Linked DNA regions of Ovis aries: region 1 is linked to region 2. A link is a contact called in public Hi-C data. All regions are on one chromosome and are shown on one strand. The core of a region is the stretch at or near the end of the contact, and the rest is flanking DNA. Distances in the headings are between cores, read along the strand shown. Region 1 overlaps FAM13A (family with sequence similarity 13 member A). Region 2 overlaps FAM13A (family with sequence similarity 13 member A).

Region 1 (6,650 bases), core at 2,731-5,230, 220 kb after region 2:
CCAGTGATACTAAGGGAATGAAGACATAGTTCTGCTTCAGAGAGCTCACATGCTAGTGAGGACGCAGACACATGACCAGACAATTACAATACTTGTGGTGGATTTGGTAATGGACATTATAATTAACATAATAATAGAGATGTACCTGCATGGATAATATTACCCTATGTTTTATTTAACCTCATATAAGTGTATGATCTTTTTAGAGGGCATGTTTGTTCCCCAGTGTCTGCTTAGCTTATAATTCCCATGAGAGACTTTTTAGCCTTTCTTAGCATGTTGTGAAAGTGTATAGAAGATAAATTTGTTACTGCTAATCAGTAACTAAGATGAGAATAACAGATTGAAGGCTAAGAATGAAGTAAAATACTTTGGTTCCCTTCAATGTGTTTTACTATCTGTTTATAACTTAACATAATTTGCAGACTTTCTCCAGGATGGAAGTGACTATGTTGAAACACCATTTTTAGAAAAACTGCAAAGGCTGAATGTTTAAAATTTGATCCTCTGTAAAGAACTCAGTTCTTAAAGTTCACTGCAAAATGACTTAAACTAATGATAGAACTTATAGTACATCTATTGAGATGGTTAAATTATTCCAGTTATTTTCAGAAATACTAAATTATTTGTACTGTATAGCATTGTATTGATATTCTTGCCAACTAAAAAAGTGCTCCCAAGGAAATAGAATAATATTAGAATTAAGTAGAGAAACTATATAAAGAATTGAAAGAAGTTTTTTCTCAGGTACTAAATTTACCTTCAGGGTTTACCTGGTGGCTCAGTGCTAAAGACGCTTACCTGGTGAGCTCAGTGGTAAAGAATTCGCCTACCAGTGCAGGAGATGCGAGTTCATTTCCTTGGTTGGGAAGATCCCGTGGAGAAAGAAGTGGCAATCTACTTCAGTATTCTTGCCTGGAAAATCTTGTGGACAGAGGAGCCTGGAAGGCTACAATCCATGGGGTCACAAAAGAATCAGACAAGACTTAGCGACTAAACAACAACAAATTTACTTTCTGTCACTAAAGAGATAGTTTATTAGACTCTAGACTTCACTTATACCTCAAGCTCCTTTCGTGATTCATATTCCATTGTATTTTTTTCCTTGGATGTTTGGAGCCTCACCTCCAAAATGGTGAGGATCTCCATTTTATATGTAGAAGATTTCAGTGAGCTAAGAAATAGCCTTTACTCACTCTTATGTCCATGACAAAGCTCTCAACTTCACAGCAGTATTTTGATTTGCTAGGCTAACTTTCAGATAGTCACTAACTCATCTTATGGCCACAAAAACTAATGATGGAAGATGAAGTTAAGTGCACTAATGACTAGTCTAGATTCCTTTGATTTTAATGCATCGTCATCTGCTTTCACATCCCTTTTTCCATTTGATTTATTTATGAAAGTGGGAAACTGAGATGAATAATGTCAGTATAACTCTCTTTTCATTACTTCATCAAGCAAATTATGATATTCAATATACATTATTGAATATTTATTTCATGATGGTGAAATATACCAAATTGCAAATTGCAGTGGCTCTTTAAGATTTATAGTGACAGTATTAATTAACATATATTAGTGACCCAGCATGGGAAAATGTCACTGAACCTCTTATCAACAGAATCCATTTGGCCTTTCTAAGTATCGGTTTTCGGAATATTCTTTTGCAAACAAGTAAACGTTGGTCACTTGGGATGATGGGGGACTTAACCAAGGAACAACCCCGGCAATAATGGGCCAGCTTGTGAATCTCCTGTGTGATGTTAGAGAGCCCTCTACTGTTTGTGGTGGTGACGCCTTAGGTTAATTTATCTGAAAACTCATGCTATTCCAAACTTGTTTGCACTTTGATAGCACTCAGCCTCCCCAGCCTTCCCTTCTATGACCCACCTCAGTCTCAGAGGGAGTTAAAAGCTGCCTTACCTCCAGTCTGGGTTAACCCTTCTGGGGTTGAGTATCTGAACTTTGATTTCATCACCAGTGTGGTCTGCATTTGGTAGTAATGAGAACGAGTGAGAACAAGGGAGACCTCCATGGGCTCTGCTGTCATGAGATGGTTGCAGTGGCTCTGAAGCCTAAATATTTGCTGTTTACCCCAAACCAAGAAGCTAGTGTGAATTAAAGTGACGGTTATTCTTAAGTTTTAGAGAGATCACCCTGTCTAAAGTACTGGGTAAAAAAGAAGAGGTACTAGAGAGTCAGCAGATAACAGTGGGGAAAGCAATGAAAGATAGTAAACGCGCCGTCAAGAAACGTATCCAGATATCCAGACACTGACAGTGAGTTAGCCATGTGAATTTGGGCAAGTCATTTTCTTTACCTATGAAGTAGGGGTGATAATGCCTAACATACTTACTTAGAGGGGAAATTTTGTAGTTAAAGAATATTATAGTTCTTTGTAAATGATAAAACTATTCAAATTCATATACTAGAGCTTTAGTCCCTAGGGTGATGGTATGTTAAAGTGGGACCTTTGGGAATAATTAGGTTTGCATGAGCTCATGGAGGTGGGACTCCCATGATAGGATTGGTGCCCTTACGAGGAGATAAAAGTACCAGAGCACAGTCTCCCCGTCCACCAACCCCATCCAGGTGGAGGTACAGCAAGGAGATGGCAGTCTGCACGCCAGAGAGAGCTCTCAGCAGAACCTGACCGTGCTGGCACCCTGATCTCAGGCTTCCAACCTCTGGAAATGTGAGAAGTCAGTGTTTCTGTTGTTGAAGCCACCCCATCTGTGGCACCTTGTTATAGCAAGCCATTAAGAATGGTTGTAAAGTGAAAGTGTTAGTTGCTAAGTTGTGTCTGAGTCTTTGCAACCCCATGGGCTGTAGCCTGCCAGGCTCCTCTGTCCTTGGGATTCTCCTGGCAATAATACTAGAGTGGGTAGCCATTCCCTTCTCCAAGGGATCTTCCCAAACCAGGGATTGAACCCAGGTCTCCTGCACTGCAGGCAGATTCTTTACCGTCTGAGCTACCAGGGTAATAATTGAAAAAAATTAGTTAAAAAAAAAAATTTCCTATTCCCTCTGGCAGGTATCACCTATTCCTTTGTGTTTGTTTCAGAGCCAAAGATTAGGAAATATTTCAATGTGTTTGCTGATGTTCTAAAAATATTCTCTTATCCATTAATATCAACCCACTCAAAAAAGAAACTTACTGTATATTACGTTCTAAATTGCTGCCTCCCGAAGGCGATCTTGCTGTATCTGTAATAATGATAAATAGCACTTTGCTGAACAAGAATCTCAGAGACAAATGAAAGCTTCCAGCTGCCTTGAAAACAGTTTTGTGACTAAACCAAAATTTTCTTTAAGCTCCACACAAAGCTTTGGGTTTGCAATGAAGTGAAAAAAATTTCTTTTCCTGCTCTCAAGCCAGAACAAACAGATAGAGTATGTGGCAAGCCCGTATTCAAACATTGCCTTGCCCGAACATATCCTTTTCTGGGTTCACAGTACCCTACAAAAAGTGTAGTGTTTACATTACTGGCACAATGGCAGCACTCCCACATCTAACTGTGCAGTGGGAGAAAATAAATTCTCTAAATAAGGGTGGGAGAAAGCCCATGGCACAGTTGCAGTTCCATTAAGTTTGGAATAACAGGGAACAAAATAACTTAAAATAATCAACATACAGCTATCTGAGAATGCATCCAGTTGGGAAATTTAATTTTACAAATTATAAACGGGGTATGTTTTCACAATGCATAATCACACGGTCATGTCAGGATTCAGCATGGTCTGAGCGATGCTGATTTTATTCCTCAGCCACTGACAGAACACCCAGAATGTTCTGGGTACCTTGCAAGGTGCTGCAGGGGACAAAGATAAAGACCAGTCCAGGAGGTGAAGCCAGCTTCCAAACTCTGGAATCTGTGGCATCATGTGCTGGGCACTGGTTTATGGTTGTGGACAGAGTGTCTGGGAACCTGCATGGAGAAGTCTCTCCCCTCTCCAGGGTGATGGAGATGGCCTCCCAGATTAGATGACATTTGAGCTGAGAGATGAAGTATTTACCAGACAGAGAGAGAAGTGCCGGAAGCATTCAAGACAGAGGGAACAGCACGTACAGACAGGGTTACGAAAGTGCAGTGCGAGGTTGATGGAAGCTCGCTGCCCTTGTGTGCCAGGTTTGGACATCTGGACTTCACCCCAAAGACAAAGAGGAAACAGGAGAGGGTTTCAGGTTAGGAAGATAAATCTGATGGGAGTATTAAGGATAAACTGGTCTGGATGGCAGGGGAAAATGAGTATTGCCACTGTGAGGGACTAAAGCGGTGGAAATGGAAAGGAAAGGTCAGATTCAAGAGATTTGTCTCTTTTTGAGATAGAATCAGTGCAGTTTGGTGACCGACCATGAGTAGGAGTGAGGGATTTTTTTTTTTTTTTTTAAGGAGAGCAGTTGGCTGTTAATGCAACTGAAATTATTATAACAGGAATGAGGACTCTGTCCAGTGACTTCTAAACGCATCTCCAGCCAGGATCCCCTGTAAAGTACGATGTGAGACTCTCAGCTGTGTCAGCTGGTCCACAGGTAGTAATAGTTTCCTTTTTACTTTCTCACTATAGGAAAAGATTGAAGAGACAGAAGGTAAAGCAGCCCCACCCCTCCCTGCTTAAAAGCTTTGCATCCTGTTGCTGGCAGGCACACACCCTCACCAGTCCCCTCCAGTTCCCTAGAGATTGAACAGTGTTCATTAGAAGGGCATCCAGGGACAGAACTAGCTGGGTAGAGGGACGGAAACAGAGTAAGGTGCTCCCTAGTTCCTTCCAAGTATACTAGTTCTTTGAATCGAAGAGACAGAATATAGGTGATAAAGAATGTCGTGGTCATTAGTAATCTCTAGAAGCTCCCAGTTGTGTCTGACTCTTTTTCACCCCATGGACTGTAGACCGCCAGGCTCCTCTGCCCATGGAAGTTTCTAGGCAAGAATACTGGAGTGGGTAGCCATTTCTTACCCCAGGGACTCTTTCCAGCCAAGAAATTGAACTCACATCTCTTGCATCTTCTACATTAACAGGTAGATTCTTGACCACTAGCGCAACCTGGGCAGCCCAGGTCAGTAAGGAAGGCAAAATCAAAAAAAGCCATGGGTCCCTGAGTCTCCTTCTTGACACCATCCTGTGGTATAAGCAGGAAAAGAATATTGAAGAGACCTGGAAATCCTCTATCAGCTCCCCCATGCTCACCTAGAATGACTTTCTCACATCTATATTGCTAGGTGTATCTGGACCTGCTTTCTCTCTGATTTTATCTGTGATCCGGGCTCAACAAAATCTGTACCTTTTTTGGCCCAGAGCTGATTCTGACAGTGAAGCAGAGAAGAAAAGAGTGTTTGCTGTCTGTCCTATGAGAATGTTGATCTTAATTCAGCAGCATTCATTGTGCATTAATTATGCCTCAAGCCAGGGAGATGTGTGTTTAGCATAGCATTTTTCAACTGTGGGTCATGACCTTTTGGTGGTCATAAAACCAATTTAGCGGATTGTGACCAGTGTTTTATATAACTTTATATCCGTGAAATATGACAAAATAGAAAATATCCAAAGTAAGAATAATGCTATGAAGTGTTTGTCTCTTTTATGTGTCTGCGTACTGTCACAATGTAAAATGTGTTTCTAACTGGGTCGTGGCCAAAGTTTTTCAAAACACTGACTCTGGAGTGCTTATTGAGGATACTTTATTTGAATGAGAGGTTAGTACAGGCCTGGAAGTCAAATCCCCATGTCAGTGTGAGAAACCGATTCTAGTCTTAGCCATCCTACAAATGAAATTCCAGAGTATAACCTATGTGTAAGATGGAGACACTTTTGTTAGGCAGGTTCTTAATTCTGGATTTGGGGGGGGCGGAATATTTTTAGTAGAATTGTTAGTTTCCCAGCACAGCTGTGACAGAACACCACCAACAGGGTAGCTGAGAATAACAGAAATTTATTGTCTCACTGTCCTCAGTTCAGTTCAGTCGCTCAGTTGTGTCCGACTCTTTGCGACCCCATGAATCTCAGCAAGCCAGGCCTCCCTGTCCATCACCAACTCCCGGCGTTCACTCAGACTCACGTCCATCGAGTCAGTGATGCCATCCAGCCATCTCATCCTCTGTCGTCCCCTTCTCCTCTTGCCCCCAATCCCTCCCAGCATCAGAGTCTTTTCCAATGAGTCAACTCTTTGCATGAGGTGGCCAAAGTACTGGAGTTTCAGCTTTAGCATCATTCCCTCCAAAGAAATCCCAGGGTTGATCTCCTTCAGAGTGGACTGGTTGGATTTCCTTGCAGTCTCACTGTTCTAGAGGCCAGAAATCCCAAATTAACATGTTGGCAGGGCTGGGCTCCCTCAAAAGACACTGGGAAATGAGTTATCCCTGGCCTCTCTCCTTACTTCCAGGAGTTTTTGGTTGGTGGCAACACAATTCCAGTGTTCACATGGTGTGCTACCTGTGTGTGTATCCACCTCTGTCTGCTCTATAAGGGTGCTGGTTGTATGCGTTAGAGCCCATTATGGTAACGTTAACTTGATCACCTCTGTAAAGACTATTTTCAAACATGATCATATCCTGAGTTTCTTGGGGTTAGGGGATACTGTTTTTGAGGAGATACTATTCAGCCCCAAACAATATATTTCAAATTTGTACTAAGCAATCAAGAAAAGA
Region 2 (6,249 bases), core at 933-3,432:
TGTGGTCATTTTGAGGTCAGGTGGGCTGAGACTAGGGAGTGGATGTTCCAATGGGTGAATAAAGGAGGGACCTTGAGTGCCTATGTGTAGGTTCTTATACTCTTGACTGTTCTGCTGTGTGAGTGAGTTTAGGGACCGAGTCAGTGACTGGTGAATTTGGGGCTCAGTTCTCTTGGTATTGTCAGGCCCCAGCTATCATTCTGTCCTAACTTAGCCCCAACTCTTGGTGGTGCTGGCTACAATTTGAGGGGTATCCCGGGCTTTATAGCCTTTGTCCCTAATGTGGGCACATCCACCCCTGTAGCTTCACCATCTGGTGCTATCAGCTACCTTTTTATACACATAGCGCAGACAGGCCACAGTACAAAAAGGCTCGCAGACCAAATCAGGATACTCTTGTAGATTTATTGCACCAACCTAAGACACCACTCACAGAGAAGGTGATGGCACCCCACTCCAGTATTCTTGCCTGGAAAATCCTATGGAGGGAGGAGCCTGGTGGGCTGCAGTCCATGGGGTCGCTAAGAGTCGGACACGACTGAGCGAGTTCACTTTCACTTTTCACTTTCATGCATTGGAAAAGGAAATGGCAGCCTACTCCAGTGTTCTTGCCTGGAGAATCCTAGGGACTACAGAGCCTGGTGGGCTGCCTGGCGTCTACGGACTCGCACAGAGTTGGACACAACTGAAGTGACTTAGCAGCAACAGCAAGGTACCACACACAGAGAAGGCGATGGCACCCCACTCCAGCATTCTTGCCTGGAAAATCCCATGGAGGGAGGAGCCTGGTAGGCTGCAGTCCATGGGGTTGTGAAGAGTCGGACAAGACTGAGCAACATCCCTTTCACTTTTCACTTTCATTCATTGGAGAAGGAAATGGCAACCCACTCCAGTGTTCTTGACTGGAGAATCCCAGGGATGGGGGAGCCTGGTGGGCTGCCATCTATGGGCTTGCACAGAGTCAGACACAACTGAGCAAGCAGCAGCAGCAAGACACCGCACAAAGTAAGGGGGAAAAGATGAGATAGGTTTACCTACTTGGAAAGGGTTTAAATGGGACAAAAAGACCACCCTCCCCATGTTACATAATGTTCATCTTTCCTGTCTTTCTTGCCTTCTTGGCCATATCAACCTTCTTTGATCGTGTTACATTTTTGAAGACCAGTATTGAGTGTGAGCTGGCTCAGCAGGTGGAGTGTATCTGGAGCCAGCACAACTTGCTCTGTCGTCAGGGGCAAGTGTGCCTAGGTATAAGTGTAACTTACCAAGACACCACTGCACAGCTATGAATTTTTATGTGCATATCTCAGGCAGAAAGCGCATGGGGCCAGAATGGGTAAAATCAATGGGCGACTTAGTAAAGACATAAATATTTGGTGTCTCATAAATGTCAGGTGCTTAACTTGGTTCTTTCATCTCTTTTTAATCATCTTCCATCTTTTTCTTTGTAGAATATGTCTACCAAGCTAGCCTATGTCCTTATGTACTGTCAATACTTAGTTCTATCTGTTCTCCTTACAGTTTCTCTTGTTCTCAATTTAGCTGAACCAAATCTTCCTAAATAATACAGCAAACAAATATTATGTAAGAGCAGAGTTTCAAGACCATCAGAGATATCCTCTTGGTAGTTTCTAGTTTGATTATTTGGTACCAATTTCCTCCCATGCAGACTACATTTAGGTTTTTTAAATGCCATAATGAATTTAATTTTTTTAAGCTTTATTTGAGATTTTTGAAAAGCATGGGCTTTGTTTGGAGCCTGGCATACCTGAGTTTAAATATTGGTTATGTTACTATACTCTGATCTCAGACATTATTGAGCAGTATGCTACCTTGATAGTATATTTTGGGGACTATTTGACCATCTGTTTAACTTCTTAGCATAATTTCTGTCATCTAGTAGGCAACCCTGGTGGCTCAGATGGTAAAGAATCTGCCTGCAATCCGGGAGACCTGCGTTTGGTCCCTGGGTTGGGAAAATCCCCTGGAGGTGGGCATAGCAACCCATTCCAATATTCTTGCCTGGAGAATCCTCACAAGCAGAGGAACCTGGTGGGCTACAGTCCAGGGGGTCTCAAAGAGCTGGACACAACTGAGCAACTAAGCACAGCACAACAGCACAGCAGGTAGCCGTTTGGACAGAAGGGATCATGTCTTATTTGCATTACTTGCTTTTTGCTCAGGACTGGGCAGTAGTAGTTGTTCAGTAAACATTTGCACAGACAGGTCAGTCATGGCCTAGGTTTTGCAGTTCCCTGGGTATATTTTATTTTTGAAGATCTTCCAGAATCTGAGAGTGTATCTGCAAAGGCATCTGTCTTCTTGGTGGTATCTTTTTGTGTAAATGCAGTTTTCTATTAACAAAAATTAGCAGGACAATTATAAATGTTTTGTACTTTTAACTGTTTGAGTCTCCAATTGAATATCTCAGGAATTCTTACTGTGAAATTACATGTAGTGAAAAGATCTCACACATCCATTCCATCTCAGATGATGTTCAGTCTGGTCAATGCATAGCTTTCCCTCAGGTGGGCATGTAATCTGCTTCGATCAAGGTAACTAGCACTGCATGTTCCAGTAGATAAACCTTGAAATCTCAGTAGCTTGAGGCATGAAAATTAAACTACTCAGAGTCTCATGCAAGTTGTCAGAACCTCTCTCCCATCTGGTGGCTCTGGTATGTAGGCTTCCTCCATTCTGTGATCTATTAATTATCTTAGCATATTAGCATGTATCCCCTAAGTTATATCAGGGAAAGAAATGGAGGAGTCACACATGCATTTTATCTGTCTCACTCTGGAAGCAACTCATTACTCTTCTCATGATTCATGGCTTTGAACTAGTCACATGTTCCCACCTAAATGCAAAGATAGTTGGGACATGTGTAAACAAAAAGTCTCCCTGGCCGTAACCTAAATTGCTCAAACCAAACAAAGAGAAGGACATATGGTCCATGATTAGGGTAGCAGTCTGAATGTAAACAATGAATTAAGTACACCAAGTGCTGCTGGCAGATGTGAAGAGAGGAGGCAGCCTAAAGATCTGCTTTTAGTTAATTGATCAGTAAATGGCAAGTACTGGTGACATTCACAAGCCATTGCATCTACCAAGTTAGGCTTCCATTCCTCTCAACGCCTTAGTAGTAGTTTAATGTGTTAGTAAATGTCATTATTATTTCAGCTAGTTCAAGCTGGAATTTCAGTTGCTTGCATCAGAAACAACTAATACACCTCATCATTTGGTGGCTTACTGTTCTGTGGTTTGGGGAAGCTCATCCTGCATTGGAATGAGGCAAGATTTGAAAGGCTGGAGATATGGCTTTGAGTCTTGGCTCAGCCACTTCCTGGCTTGCCCAACATGACCCTGAGCAAGATGTTTAACTTCTCACTTTCCATCTGTCACAAGGGGGTATTCGTAGTTGAACCGGGTTGTTGTGAGAAACCAAACACTAATGTGAAAATACATTGTGAACAGCACAGCATCATAAAATATTATCTTTGTTACATGGCTATCTGCTTGCCTTAAGGTGGTTTCCTTAATACTATCATTATCTGTTTTAAACAATACAAAAGGAACTCTGTAATCTGAAGGGACTATTTATATTATTGGATTTAGATCAAATTTCAAACAGGATTAAACATTTAATTTTGTTTTTTTTTTAAACAATAAACCAAGTACTGAAGAAAACTAGATTAATAGTCAAACAAAGATGTCTCTGTCTTCACATTTAAATTGTGTTGCAAGGAGAATTTTCATCTTTGCCCTTCAGAATCAGAAGTCAAAATAGGTCAATAGCAGAGTGATAGATAAATGTATCTACTCAGTGTGGATAAAGTCAGTAGTATCTAGGTTATTTCAGGGTTTTTTTTTGTTTTTTGTTTTTTTTTGAAAAATGGTTGGCTGTGTGGATGGGTTTAATTTGTTAATACTTGTGCAGAAGATTTTGGGGACATTTTAGTTACAGTGGTGGAAAGTGCAAACTAGCATGGAAGAATTAGGCCAGTTAAGTAGGGAAGACTATACTATAAGGATAACTTTGAGTAACTCTGTTTCATATCCTAAAGCTGTTGTGTCCAGTAGTTTCTGAAATAGAGATCACAAGAAAGCATATTTGAGTTGTTCTCTGTAACGATGAATTGACGATAGTTGATGAAGCGGTAGTATGGCAAGTCATAGCAGAATTGTTTATGTGTCTTATAACTAAATATAAGTTTATTTATCATACAGGTAACAGGCAGTTTGGAGATTTTTGTTTTAAGTTTATCATTCAAAATGAGTGTTCTATGGAAAGATTCTATATGACTTTATTTTATGACAATTCTGAAATATTACAGTTACTCCTTTAAGTTGGGGGAGTTTAGCATATCAGATATTAAAATAACAGGAATTAAAACAGTTTAATAATGACTAGCTACTTGAAGAAAGATAATTGCTGTATTTCTTCCTCTTTCAACTAGAGATGGATCAAAGATAGAAATGTCAAAGTAAAGTCATAAAAATACTAGAATAACACGTGTGAATTTAAAGATTAATTTTGGATCAAGGAATGTGTTTCAAAGGAGACCCAGCCCTGAAGAAAAAGATGGGTGAAGTTTTCTGCCAAATAACCAAAATGTCTGTGCAACACAAATATCAAAAGTTAAATGCCAGAAGGAAACTGCTGCTGCTAAGTCACTTCAGTCATGTCTGACTCTGTGCGACCCTATAGACGGCAGCCCACCAGGCTCCCCCGTCCTTGGGATTCTCCAGGCAAGAACACTGGAGTGGGTTGCCATCTCCTTCTCCAGTGCATGAAAGTGAAAGGAAAGTCGCTCAGTCGTGTCCGACTCTTCGCGACCCCATGGACTGCAGCCTACCAGGCTCCTCCGCCCATGGGATTTTCCAGGCAAGAGTACTGGAGTGGGGTGCCATTGCCTTCTAGAACAGATATTTAAAACACACATGACTTAAACAAGATGAATTATTTTAATATTAAAAAATTCCTACAAATCAGTAGGAAAAAGAAAACCACCCAATTAAAATTAGGCAGAGCTTATGACTAGGAGGCTCACAAACAAGAAACATAAATGCAAATTCACAAAGAAAATTGCTCAATCTCATTCATAGTTAATTCATGAAATTTTTTAATACTCGTGGTTTATAAAATGGGAAACAGGCACTCTCATATGCTATGAATCAAGCTGTAAACCATGAAAACATTTTTGTAGGGCAATGTGGCAATACTTATTAAAATTTATGATTTATACAGTAAGTTAAAGGGAAATTTATTTTGCTTTCATATAATCTAGTAGCAGGAAGCTCCTCTTAACTCTTGGAGGTAGTATTAAAAAAATTACAGCTTCATAAGCCTGTCCATCTAGCAATTGTGCCTCTAAGAATTTATCTTATAGGTATCTGTACAATTATGTAGAAATGTTTGTGTGATTGCTTATTGCTGAAATACTTGTAATATCAAGAACTGTAAATAACCTAAACATCAGTAAATAAGATTGGTTAAGTCAGTTATAGTGTCTTTATAGTATAATATCAGCAAATATATGTGCTAATATGGAAAGGCCTCCAAAATAAGCAAAAGCAAGGTAAATATACAAATAGTATAGTTACATTAGCTTCATATATTTGTGTGTGTGTATATACACACACCCCCACATTTTGTTTATTCATCTTTTGATAAACTTTTGAATGGTAATCTTTACTTTTTGACTGTTGTGAGTAATGCTACTATGAACATTGGTCTACAGGTACCTGTTTTAGTTCCTGATTTTACGGTATATACTCGAAGTGTAATTGATGGATCATACAGTAATTCTATATTTAACTTTTTGAGGAACCTCTATTTGCCATAGTGCTATATCATTTTACATCGTCACCAGCAATGCATTAAGGGTTCCAATTTTTCTACATCCTATGCCAAAGCCTTTGACTGTGTGGATCACAATAAACTGTGGAAAATTCCAAAAGAGATGGGAATACCAAACCACCTGACCTGTCTCTTGAGAAACCTGTATGCAGGTCAGGAAGCAACAGTTAGAACTGGACATGGAACAGCAGACTGGTTCCAAATAGGAAAAGGAGTATGTCAAGGCTGTATACTGTCACCCTGCTTATTTAACCTATATGCAGAGTACATCATGAGAAACGCTGGGCTGGATGAAGCACAAGCTGGAATCAGGATTGCCAGAGAAATATCAAGAACCTCAGATATGCAGATGACACCACCCTTATGGCAGAAAATGAAGAACTAAAGAG

The links. A called contact is a pair of places that touch in the nucleus more often than the background predicts.
Region 1: a contact with region 2 is called in a Hi-C map of liver, with 5 times the contacts expected there. The contact joins two enhancer-like sites. A contact is called at or near these places in 6 of 16 Hi-C or Micro-C datasets (hypothalamus, liver, mesenteric adipose tissue and 3 more).

Annotation. Positions count from the first base shown.
Region 1 is chr6:36,598,376-36,605,025 of ARS-UI_Ramb_v3.0, forward strand. All of the region lies in intron 8 of FAM13A (family with sequence similarity 13 member A), which reads left to right. Among named protein-coding and RNA genes, the nearest start is that of NAP1L5, 140 kb to the right of the region's middle. Within about 2 kb of position 3,981, at least 11 of the 54 cell types and tissues checked have an H3K27ac peak or open chromatin away from gene starts, as enhancers often do. A contact at or near this core is called in liver, where this site is marked.
Region 2 is chr6:36,384,734-36,390,982 of ARS-UI_Ramb_v3.0, forward strand. All of the region lies in intron 1 of FAM13A (family with sequence similarity 13 member A), which reads left to right. Among named protein-coding and RNA genes, the nearest start is that of FAM13A, 34 kb to the left of the region's middle. Within about 2 kb of position 2,183, at least 1 of the 54 cell types and tissues checked has an H3K27ac peak or open chromatin away from gene starts, as enhancers often do. A contact at or near this core is called in liver, where this site is marked.